2 separate regions of the Mus musculus genome follow, and region 1 is linked to region 2. The links are chromatin contacts, called in public HiCAR-type maps. All regions are on one chromosome and are shown on one strand. Each heading gives the region's core, a stretch centred on a gene start, on an enhancer-like site or on the middle of the called end of the contact. The rest is flanking DNA. Distances are from core to core; before and after follow the strand shown. Region 1 overlaps Gm40687 (a long non-coding RNA gene). Region 2 overlaps Ank3 (ankyrin 3, epithelial).

Region 1 (5,727 bases), core at 1,201-3,700, 360 kb after region 2:
CAGGGGATAGTAACAGGATGTGGGCGTGCTATCTATGACCGCTAAACACTGCACAACTCTTGATGTGGTACAACTTGAACCCTTGAAGTATGGAATGTGAACTTGTCATTTCCTCTAAGATAGGATTTTATTTTATTTTATTTTATTTTATTTTATTTTATTTATTTTATGTAGTCTTCCAGGCTGACCTTGGAATCCCAACCTCCTGCCTCAACCTTCTGAGTACTGATCCACCACATCTGGATAGACTAGACATCTGCTGCAACAGAATAGTTAAAAAAAATGGTATACAACAGAGCAACAAAGACATTTCTGGCCATGGGTCATGTTCTCCGGGATCACTAAGGCTGTCACTCTCACGTACCCTGGGGGCTGAACTAGATTGAAAAAGGAAGAGAGAAAAATCGATATTAAAGATAGCATCATTTTCTGTGGTGAGATCTTGGCTTCAAACAAACTAGCCCAAGGACATTTTGAGGCCACGTGGGAGAAAATAACTTGTTTGTATTTTACCGTCTTCTACTCTGTTCTCTTCCTAGGATATCAGTTTGGTTGCTGTTGAACTAAACACACAAAAGTGGGAGAGAGTGGGCTGGCTGTCAGTTTTCCTGCGGTCTGGCTCCAAGGGCACAGCCTTGAAGGACAGCTGCATTGCATCCCTCCCCTTCCACTGCAGAAGCAGTGGTGCAGGCTGTGCCAAGCTGCAGCCTATGTGTCCTCTGTGACCGTCAGCCAGTCTTTATCTATGGCCCCCTCCCAGCAGTGGTATTTTTGTGGTAGGTGTCTTAGGTACTTTTCTGTCCTATGACAAAACACCATGTCCAAGACAATTAATAAAAGAAACCATCTAGTTTGGGGTACACAGTTCCAGATGGTGAGTCCATGGCTATTATGAAGGGGAACAGGTCAGCAGGCAGCCAGACAAGGCTCTGGAGCAGCAGCAGAGAGTTACATTTAATCCACAGGCAGGAAGGAGAGAGGGGAGAGGGGAGAGGGGAGAGAAGGAGAGAGGGGAGAGGGGAGAGGGAGAGGGGAGAGGGAGAGGGGAGAGGGGAGAGGAGAGAGGGAGAGGGAGAGGGGAGAAGGAGAGAGGGGAGAGGGGAGAGGGGAGAAGGAGAGAGGGGAGAGGGGAAAGGGGAGAGGGGAGAGAAGGAGAGAGGGGAGAGGGGAGAGGAGAGAGGGAGAGGGGAGAAGGGAGAGGGGAGAGGGGAGAGGGGAGAGGGGAGAGGGGAGAGGGGAAAGGGGAGAGGGGAGAGAAGGAGAGAGGGGAGAGGGGAGAGGGAGAGGGGAGAGGAGAGAGGGAGAGGGAGAGGGGAGAAGGAGAGAGGGGAGAGGGGAGAGGGGAGAAGGAGAGAGGGGAGAGGGGAGAGGGGAAAGGGGAGAGGGGAGAGAAGGAGAGAGGGGAGAGGGGAGAGGGGAGAGGAGAGAGGGAGAGGGGAGAAGGGGAGAGGGGAGAGGGGAGAGGGAGAGGGGGGAGAGGGAGACGGAGGGGAGGAGGGGAGGGGGAGAGGGAGAGGGAGAGGGAGAGGGAGAGGGAGAGGGAGAGAGAACTAGCTAGGAATAGTGTTGGCTTCTGAAACCTCAAAGCCCGCCCCAGTGACACACCTCCTTCAACAAAGCCACACCTTCTAATCCTTCCCAAACCATCCCAACTAGGGACCAAGCATTTAAATGTATGAGCCCGTGGAGGCCCTTCTCTTTCAAACCATCTTAGCAAGGTTCCAGAAATGTGTTCTGAAACCTTAGAACTTCCGTTTAAAGCATATAGGATGTGATTTTTTTCGTGTGTGTGTAGATTTTTTAAAAATTTATTTTATGTATATGAGTACACTATAACTGTCTTTAGACACATCAGAAAAGGGCATCGGATCCCATGACAGATGTCTGTGAGCCACCATGTGGTTGCTGGGAATCGAACTCAGGACCTCTGGAAGAGCAGTCAGTGCTCTTAACCACTGAGCCATCTCTCCAGCTCCAGGATGTGATTCTTGTTAGGAGTTAGAGGGAAGAGCCTCCCTCATCTCTTCCCAAGAATATTGAAGCCAGGGTTGTTTTGTATTTAAGGACAGGGCAAGGCTAAGCACAGGACAAGGGACACCAGCCTCTGGGTATTAGTTAACTAGGAACCTCCCACATTCCAGGACCAGCAGCTCCCCCATCCCCCACCCTGCCTTTAACCATTGATGTGTCGGGTTTCTACCTTCCTGTATTTTCCCTGTGTGCATGCTCTGACCTCCTGGTCTCTCTCTTTCCCCAGCCCTGCTCAGAGGTAGCCTTTTGCCTCTTCCATCCCCAATAAATCTCCTGCATGAGGTCTGTGGCATGGTACGATTTTTTTTGCGGCATTCCTCCACCAAGGTGTTCTTTTGACGCAAACCCCTTTCCCTGCGTGCATTGAGTGTTTTTCCTGTAATGAATTTGTTGACTCTTGAGTTCACTCCCTGTTTAATTATCATCTGTGATGCCAGGCAGGGGAAGGACAGAGAGGCCAGCCACTGTCTCTGCTTATGATAGCTCTGCTCCTCTGGGGACATTTTGTTTCCCTGCAAAGGTCATTTTCTGCATTCAAAAGACATGCATGTTTTGGAGTAATAGACTAAAAGTTGAAAATGTGCTTTTATGGAATCTTGCTAGGTCAAAATCAAGTCCAGCCGTAGGGGTAAACATAGCTTCTTCCTTTCTTGGGAATGGCACTGACCTAAGGAATACCTGAGGGGGTGTGATAGAGACAAGGGCCTACACAAAGCCGGGGCTTCTGTCCAAACCATGGGCACCTTAGGGGAAATGCTCTCTTTTATTTATCATTGTTATTTCAGACGGGGTTTCACTCTGTAGACTGGCTTAGAACTCACCATTTAGATTAGGCTGTCCTTGAACTCAGAGAGCCTCCTGCCTCTGCCTTCAAATGCTAGGATTAATGGTGTGTGCCAACATTCACCACCAAGGTTCATTAGTTTTAAATGATGTGTGTGTGCGTGTGTGTGTGTGTGTGTGTGTCTAACTTCTCTCCCTGCCCAGTGTGTAAAAAACCTGTGTCAAACACTACCCCAACAGTGTCCTTGGTCCCCGTTTGACCTTGTGGTGCTGTGAGGGGCGCTGTCCTTTATACCTTGCAGAGAGACTTGAGAGGCAAAGACCACACAAATGTCATACTGGAGTTTAAGATTAGGCCTCTAGTCGGGCGGTGGTGGCGCACACCTTTAATCCCAGCACTTGGGAGGCAGAGACAGGCAGATTTCTGAGTTTGAGGCCAGCCTGGTCTACAGAGTGAGTTCCAGGACAGCCAAGGCTACACAGAGAAACCCTGTCTCGAAAAACCAAAAACCAAAAACCAAAAAAAAAAAAAAAAAAAGATTAGGCCTCTGAACCTATATATTCTCTCATCACCACAGAGAGATAAAAGCTTTATAACTGTGTGATCTAAGGTGACGAGAGAAATGGGGCCTCCCTTCTAGAACTACACACAGCCATTTATAAGCCCAATCCTTCATTTCTGAGCAGAATAAAGACACCACTGAAAAAGTCACTTTTAATGCGACATTTATTTTCCTTTCTGCAGCGAGCATATTGTGTCATGAGAGCTAAACTCCGTTGGATGGTGGGGATAAGAGTTTAATTCTCCATTACCCAAATATCAGCAACCTTTTACATGGTCCTCTGAGGTAGTGTGTAAGACAAAATACTCCCAAGAGGCCCAGCTGTCTCCCTGAAGTTTACAGTGCATCTATGAGCTTGTTGCTACTATTTTTTTTTTTTTTGAGGGGGGTACGTGGTTTCCAGACAGGGTTTCTCTGTGTAGCCCTGGCTGTGCTGGAACTCACTTTGTAGACCAGGCTGTCCTGGAACTCAGAAATCTGCCTGCCTCTGCCTCCCGAGTGCTGGGATTAAAGGTGTGCGCCACCACGCCTGGCTGCTACTATTCTTTTACAATCAAACTATAACAATATTTAGATCTTACCTAACTCATGCTGATGTCATAGGAGCTGAGACACAGACGTGGGAGACAGCAGAATCAAGGTCACTACTTGATTCCATCCTTAACTCGGTCGTGAAGTTCACGTTTCTTTCCTTTTTACATATTAATTAATGTATATGAGCATCAACTGCAAGTATCTGTGTATCATGTGCATGCAGTACCCCTGGAGGTCAGAAGGGGGCGATGGAAACGTCTTCCTTACAGTAAGTCTAAATACATTTTTCTGGCTTCCAACCATTGGGCAGCCTTCAGATAGACACCTAAAGACAATCTAATCTTTTAAGTTAGGCCCCTGCATGCTTTGGTAGTCTCTCCCTAAGAGGGCACAGGAGGGAGAGAAGGGGCTATTTCATAATCTGTGATCTAAAGACATGCTTGCATGCCGTACTCAGATAGGAGACCATACACATACACATGCACACGTGCGCGCGCACACACACACACACACACACACACACACACACACACACACACACGTTATTACCATACTATTAATGGTCTCTTTGTTCTGAGTTAACTAACCCTCTCCCCAGCCCAGATATCTCTGAAGGAACACCAAGTGTTAACAGCGGTAACTAACTTGAGGCAGTGTTTCAAATGCCCGAGCCTCAAACACCCACAGAATGAGGGGGAAGGCACAGAGGCTGATAACAGGCACAACAACAGAAGTGTGGCTCGGGGGTGGACAAGATGGCTCAGTGGGGCAGAGGCGCTTGCTATGAAGCCCAATGACGGGAAATCAGATCCCAAAACCTACATGGTAGAAAGGTGAGAGTGGATTCAACTAAACGTGTATATTTACATACAGTGTAGTCTCTCCCAAAGGCCTGTCATGTGCGTTCGGGGAAGGCGTAGACACTCAGAGCTCCCTACCCCATGATTGTTCCAGACGTTAGGGTACTTGACTCTCTTCTTTCCCTTCCCATCCCCCTCCATACAATCCTTTGCTTGTTTCTATAGCTTCCGCCTCCTCGGAGTCTCTTGAATTCACAGGCTACTCCGCTCACCCCAGACCATCTTTCTGGGCCAAGCTGCACCCCTCATCTGGACAGAGGTGGCAGTCCTGAGTTAGCAGCACCCCACTGTCCTGTATGAAGTGGCCCTCAGCGCAGGTCGGAGGCTCCTGGCAGAGTCTCCATCTTGTGTCCATCACTCAAGACAGAGTTCTTTCTGTCCCTTGAACAGCGCATTCCCTTTTTTGTCTCTGGGCCTTCAAATATTTTCCTTCTAGATAAACACTCTCTCCCTCACATGTCACTAAGGTCACTTAGCCTTAGCGTGTCCCCAACTCAGGGTGGTCATATGACTTCCCTGCTTGAGGCTGGTCTCCCTGTTGTGAGTTGTACTTTTTACTTCTCCATACTCTCTGCTGCTGTTATAACGTCTTTATTTGAATCAAATTTCTATTAAAATTTTATTTAATAAAACTTTAATTTTGATTAAATTTTACTTATAATGAAAATGGAAATCTTAGTGTTATTCATTAATGAATAGTGTTTTTATTAATTTTTATTTAATACCATATTAATTTTTATCAAAATTTAAGGTGCATTTAATACAAACCATTTACTTAATAAGTATTAGTGCTTTTGTTAAATTTTATTTATTTAATAATTTTAATTTTTATTGACATTTATTTTTTAATTTAATTCAATTTAAAAGTTTTAACTCAAATGAAGATGTTATAAGAGCAACAGAGAATTTCAAGCAGTTAAATAGAACAACTTCATCCTATAGTCTCAGGAATTCAT
Region 2 (5,414 bases), core at 363-2,862:
CCCTTTCCTCCCTCTCTTCATCCATTTCTTCATCTCTTCCCTCTCTCTATCCCCCCCTTCCTGCCCTCTTCTCCTATACTTAGTATTTATTCCCAGATTTGGGCTTTCTGGGCGTGTCCTGGTTTGTCAGACCAACATGTTCCGTTTATTTCCAGACCTGAACTTCAGGGTGTGTCCCGGTTAATAAGGCCAGTGTGTTCTTACTCTCTTCTTTCCTCTGATGCGTTGGGCGGCCGGGATACTATTTTTAGAAAATATTAAGCTCTCGGAGACAGTGACCTCATCATTTAGTCAGGCTTTGGACTCCCTTGTATAATGTGCAGTGTGATGGTAATAATGCCCCAAGATGAAGGTGAAGACCCTGTGCCGATGGTCCCTTTGATGTGGGAGTCAAAGTTTGTAAGAAATCGATGGGAACTGCTTTTAATGTATTGTCCCTCCGAAGCCGCTGTGTGCCAGCCAGTGACTTTGTGTTGCCAGATTTTTTTTTTTAAATCTCTGAGTGCCTCCTTCCCCTTAACTGTAAAATGAGTGTAATGTCACTTTGAGGTCTAAAAGTTTTGGGGACTTGGAGAACCTAAGGCAGGCAGTCATTACCATGGGATTAGCACACCATGGATTATTGGAGCACTGTTTAAAAAGAAGGAAAAGCCAAGGTGATAACTTACTCCTGTCATCCTGGCACTCAAGAAGCTAAGGCAGGAGGATTGCCATGAGTGTGAAGCCAGCCTGGACTATACAGTTTCCGACAAAGCAGCCAGAGCTGTTTAGCAAGAATCTGTCTCAAAAATAAAACAAAATTTTTAAGAACTAAGCACTTTTTGAGTGAATAAACTGGACCCCGGTTTTTGTAAGGTGCGTGTTAGTACTGAGCAGGAGCTGTCTGTTGGTACCAGCATCCCGTGTAAATGTCTGGAAAGTCCCAGGGTTTAGCCTGAAACTGAAACGTTTTGGGTTTTGTTCTTTTCCTCAGTAAATCGTCATGTTTTAACACATAACCTCATATAAAATCAAAGTCCTCTGGGGAGAATGGAAGCCTTTTTACATTAAAAGACACCGCATTATAGTTTAACACCAATATGGCGTCAGTGCCAGGGCGTGATTTACACTCTGGCCGAGTCTCTTATCAACCAATGAAAGACAAAGACACTGGGAGAATGGGGGAAAAAAAATGTGAAGGACCACAGGCCGGCAGATGTTGCCATGGAAACGATCCAGAGCAAAGTGTCCCCCTACACACATTGGGGGTCAGTTGCTGGAGGTTGGCTTTGTCTGTACCAAGTGGGCATGTAGACTAATCCCCTAAATACATGCACCCCCTGTGCCCATGGCCAGGAGGGTCTATAGGGTAGTCAGTACCCTTGCAGTAGCAGATGCTGTTAGGAGAAAATCTGCTGTCTCTATGAGCAGGCGCAGGCCTTAGCACAGGACCGTAGATGCTGGACCCCAGCCAGCCCTTCTAACTCCTTTCCTGAAATTAAAAAACAAAACAAAAAATAAAAAAAAACAAACAAACAAAACCCCTCAGATAGTGACACCACGTTTTCAGAGGTGTTGTGAAAACTGGGTCTGGAGAGCCCATAACCACCTTTGAGCCACCTCCAATAAGTTCACGGTAGCAAGGGTCATCTCCCATAGAAAGTGCCAACAGGCGCTGCCAAATCCAGCTACAGGCGGCTCAGCCCCAAAGCTGCACTTTTTCACTAGATACCACCTCGGTCCCAATAGATCTAGGAGCTGAGGCTCATGTAGCCCATGCTAGCCTGCGACTCACGTCCCAATTGAGGGTGACCTTGAACTCCTGATCCTCCAGCTTCCACGTTCCAAATGTCAGAATTACAGGTGTGTGCCATTATGCCAGGTATATATGGTCCTGGGAGCCAGACCCAGGGCTTCACGCATGCTACGCAAATGTTCTGCCACTGAGCTGCGTCCGCAGCTACTGCTTCTATTTTAATGGTCACCCAGCGATGTGCTCTGCTTAGTCCTTTAAATGGGAGCCATAGTGCCCCTGAGCATTGATGGTGAGGACAGACACTCTGAAAGGAATACTGTTTGTTTATAAAATAAGTAGATGCTGGCATGTCTCTGCTCAGTTTTCCCCAAACTCTAGCCTGTAAGTATGTGGAGACAGTTGGAAAGGAAATTACCAATTCATGATCTGCCTATAAAACCGTAGGTTTGCCTGAGTTGCTGTTATTTTGCTTCAGAAACCGCCCCTACAGTAAGAACATTCTGGCAGCTCATATTTAAGTTATTCGGACTCAGGGCCACTCATAAACCTGAACCAACCTCCACGAAAGAGAAAAGGGGACTCTGAGGAGAAACTGTTCTGGCAGCCAACATTGGCTTGAAATGCTACCTTTCAGAGGCACGGCAGCACATTCTAGCTCCCTGGGATGGCCAGGTGTACCATCTGCTCAGCTGTGGTGTGACTAGGCTCTGATGGGCTGCAAAGAGCTAGGGGAGGCAAGGAGAGAAAGCAGATCCAAAGGGGGTTGTCGGATCCTGGCAAGTTGGCACATCCTGCCTCGTGAATATTACATGCCGGTGGGATACCTTTCTGTGTGGTATAATTCCTGGTTTTAATTATTAATGTCACCAGTAAGTTTCTCAGAGTACTGAAGGTAAATAATTTACTGTAATTAACAAAGAGGTGAAAGATTATTAATTTATCAGACTTTAAAAAAAGCACTCTAAAGGTCTAAATGGAAAATCACTCAAGGGCCTCAGACATACAGCTGTAATTTGTCCCCACAACCACACACATGCGCGCGCGTGCGCGCGCGCGCGCATACACACACACACACACACACACATGCTCCTCACCAACATCACCAAAAATACTAAAGTAGCTTTGCATTCAGTCCCTGGTCCCAGTGTGACAGTTGGCTGCTGCTGGTGTCTGTAAAAGCTGGTCTAAGTGGTTAGCTGACTGAACGTGAGTTTCTCCAGTGGTTCATTGCTCTCCAAAGTTAATCTCAGCTCTGTCCAGTCGTATTAGATTATTTGTTTGTTTGTAAGATTTATGTTAGCTGTGCTCCTGAGTGTATATACCTGTACCATGTATGTACAGTCTTTGGAGGCTAGAAGAGGGTGTTGGATCCTCTGGAACTGGAGTTACAGATAGCTTCAAGCCACCGTAGAGATGTTAGAAATCAAACCTGGGCTCTCTTGCAAGAACAGCCAGTGCTCTTAGCTGCTGAGCCTTTGCTTCAGGCCCAGCATCAAATTCTAATCACACATACACACACACATACCCACACACACATACACATACACACACACACACACACGCACACACACACATACCCACACACACATACACATACACACACACACACACACACGCACACATACACATACACACACACACACACATACACACACATACACACACACACACACACACACACACACACACACACACACTGTCTTCTCTTGTTAAATGCAGTGATACCTATCCCTCATTCACTTTGGCATTTTCCTAGGACCTAAACCATGACTCAAATAGACTCAGTTGCTCTACAGACTATCTGTTTTAAATGTCAGAGCTGTTATGCCTTTTAAGGCTGAGGACATAGCTCAATTCACTAAAGGACTTGCCATGCAAGTGGTGAGAACCTAAGTCCCCGCCCTAGAACCACATAGAAAGTGAGGCTTGGCAGCTCGATTGTATTGCCAGTGCTGAGGAAGACGGGAGGAACAATCCTGGAGGTGTGCTGCTGGTTAGCCAGCTTAATCAAATTGGTAAGCTCCAAGCCAGAAAGAGATTTGTTTTCCATCCCAAAACCACCAAGATAGACAATTCTTGAAGTACAATACCCAAGGTCATCTCTTTCTCCTTCCCTTTCCCATTTCCCTTCCCCTCCCTCCTCCCCCTCCCCCTCCCCCTCCCCCTCTTCCTTTCCCTCTCCTCCTCTCTCTCCCTCTCCCCCTCCCCCTCCTTCTTCTCCTCCCTCTCCCCCTCTCCCCCCTCTTCCTCCCCCTCTTTCCTCCCCTCCTCCCCCACATGGACCTACTTGTACACACACAAATAGTCTGAGTCATTTGGGGTATATTTGTAAGTCAGGGGTTTTGTTGTTTATTTGTTGGCTGGCTGGTTTTGTTTGCTTTGTTTTTGAGGCAAGGTTTCACGTAACCTAGGCTAGGCTCAGAGTCACTCACTATGTATCAGAACACGACCTTGAGCCCCTGACCTTCCTCCGGTGCAATGGTTTTCAACCTTCCTTATTCTTTCCCTTAATACAGTTCCTCATGTTGTGGTGATCTCCCCCAGCCATAAAATTATTTTTGTTGCTACTTCATAACTGTCATTGTGCTACTGTTATGAGTTGTAATGTAAATATCTATGTTTGCCAACAGTCTTAGGGACTCTTGTGAAATGGTTGACAACCCCCTCCCCAGACATACACACATCCCCTGGTTCCCTAAGGGGTGTGTGGCCATCTCTGTCTCTAGGCTCTGAAATTCCATGCTGATGCAGCCCTAGTGGTCTCAGAGGGGGATCTCACTCCTTGTCACATAGTAGATCCTCTTACACTGAGAACATGGGCTTCAGAACTGGGAAAGGACCTTGAGTTGTTTCCTTATTATCTTCTGTTTCAAGTTTCTCTCTCTCTCTCTCTCTCTCTCTCTCTCTCTCTCTCTCTCTCTCCCCTTCTCTCTCTCTCTCTCTCTCTCTCTCTCTCTCTCTCTCTCTCTCTCTCTCTCTCCCCTTCTCTTTCTCTCTCTCTCTCTCTCTCTTTCTAGACGTGTTGATTGGTTTGTTTATGGAGCAGGATTTGAAACTCTAGTGTTGATCTTTGATTTCCTCTATTTTCTCAGCTTTTTAATTTTAATGTTATTTGAGTATGCATGTGTGCATGTGCACGCCCACGTGTGTGTGTGTGTCTATGTGTGTGATGCCTGCGCACATGTAGTGTGTCAAGTCTTCTCTTTCTACCTCCAATCTCTTTGTGGGAGTGCTGGGATTACAGGTGTGTGTACTGCATCCTGCGTTGAGCTCTGGTCAGCAGGCTTGCATAGAACTTCTACTACTGAGCCACACCTCCTGCCCTGTATGGCCATTTTAATTCAATCAAGTTTTTGATTCAATGAGGGAAGTACTTCGGAGCTTGTGAATCTCTGTTTGACATGCTGGCACGATCTTTGGGCCCATTTTCCAGTATAAATTCTATGACTTCATCCACTTTCTTGTGAGACTGTTGACGCCTCCCCTCTACATGGCCCCACAATTCAGCTTGTGTCCTAGAAGACATGTATCATGCTTGAGGCTGCCTGACTGTCTGTCAGAACCTTAGTGGGCTTTCTCCTCTTCAGCAGCTATCTCTGTAGACATGAACACTCGTTCTATCTACATTTACAACAGACAAACATTCCCAATGGCAGAAAGTCAAGTCCTCGCTCTCAGG

What was found. HiCAR-type assays count read pairs that join an accessible place to other places.
Region 1: a HiCAR-type map of kidney shows a contact between it and region 2, with 2.5 times the contacts expected there. The contact joins two enhancer-like sites. A contact is called at or near these places in 1 of 484 Hi-C or Micro-C datasets (ECoMG-derived neutrophils), 3 of 115 datasets of contacts at active chromatin or transcription factors (astrocytes, embryonic basal ganglia and kidney) and 1 of 9 other capture datasets (embryonic stem cells).

What each region holds. Positions count from the first base shown.
Region 1 is chr10:70,299,256-70,304,982 of GRCm38.p6, forward strand. All of the region lies in intron 2 of Gm40687 (a long non-coding RNA gene), which reads left to right. Among named protein-coding and RNA genes, the nearest start is that of Gm33704, 8.7 kb to the left of the region's middle. Within about 2 kb of position 2,451, at least 9 of the 459 cell types and tissues checked have an H3K27ac peak or open chromatin away from gene starts, as enhancers often do. A contact at or near this core is called in kidney, where this site is marked.
Region 2 is chr10:69,944,834-69,950,247 of GRCm38.p6, forward strand. All of the region lies in intron 26 of Ank3 (ankyrin 3, epithelial), which reads left to right. Among named protein-coding and RNA genes, the nearest start is that of Gm33361, 26 kb to the left of the region's middle. Within about 2 kb of position 1,613, at least 29 of the 459 cell types and tissues checked have an H3K27ac peak or open chromatin away from gene starts, as enhancers often do. A contact at or near this core is called in kidney, where this site is marked.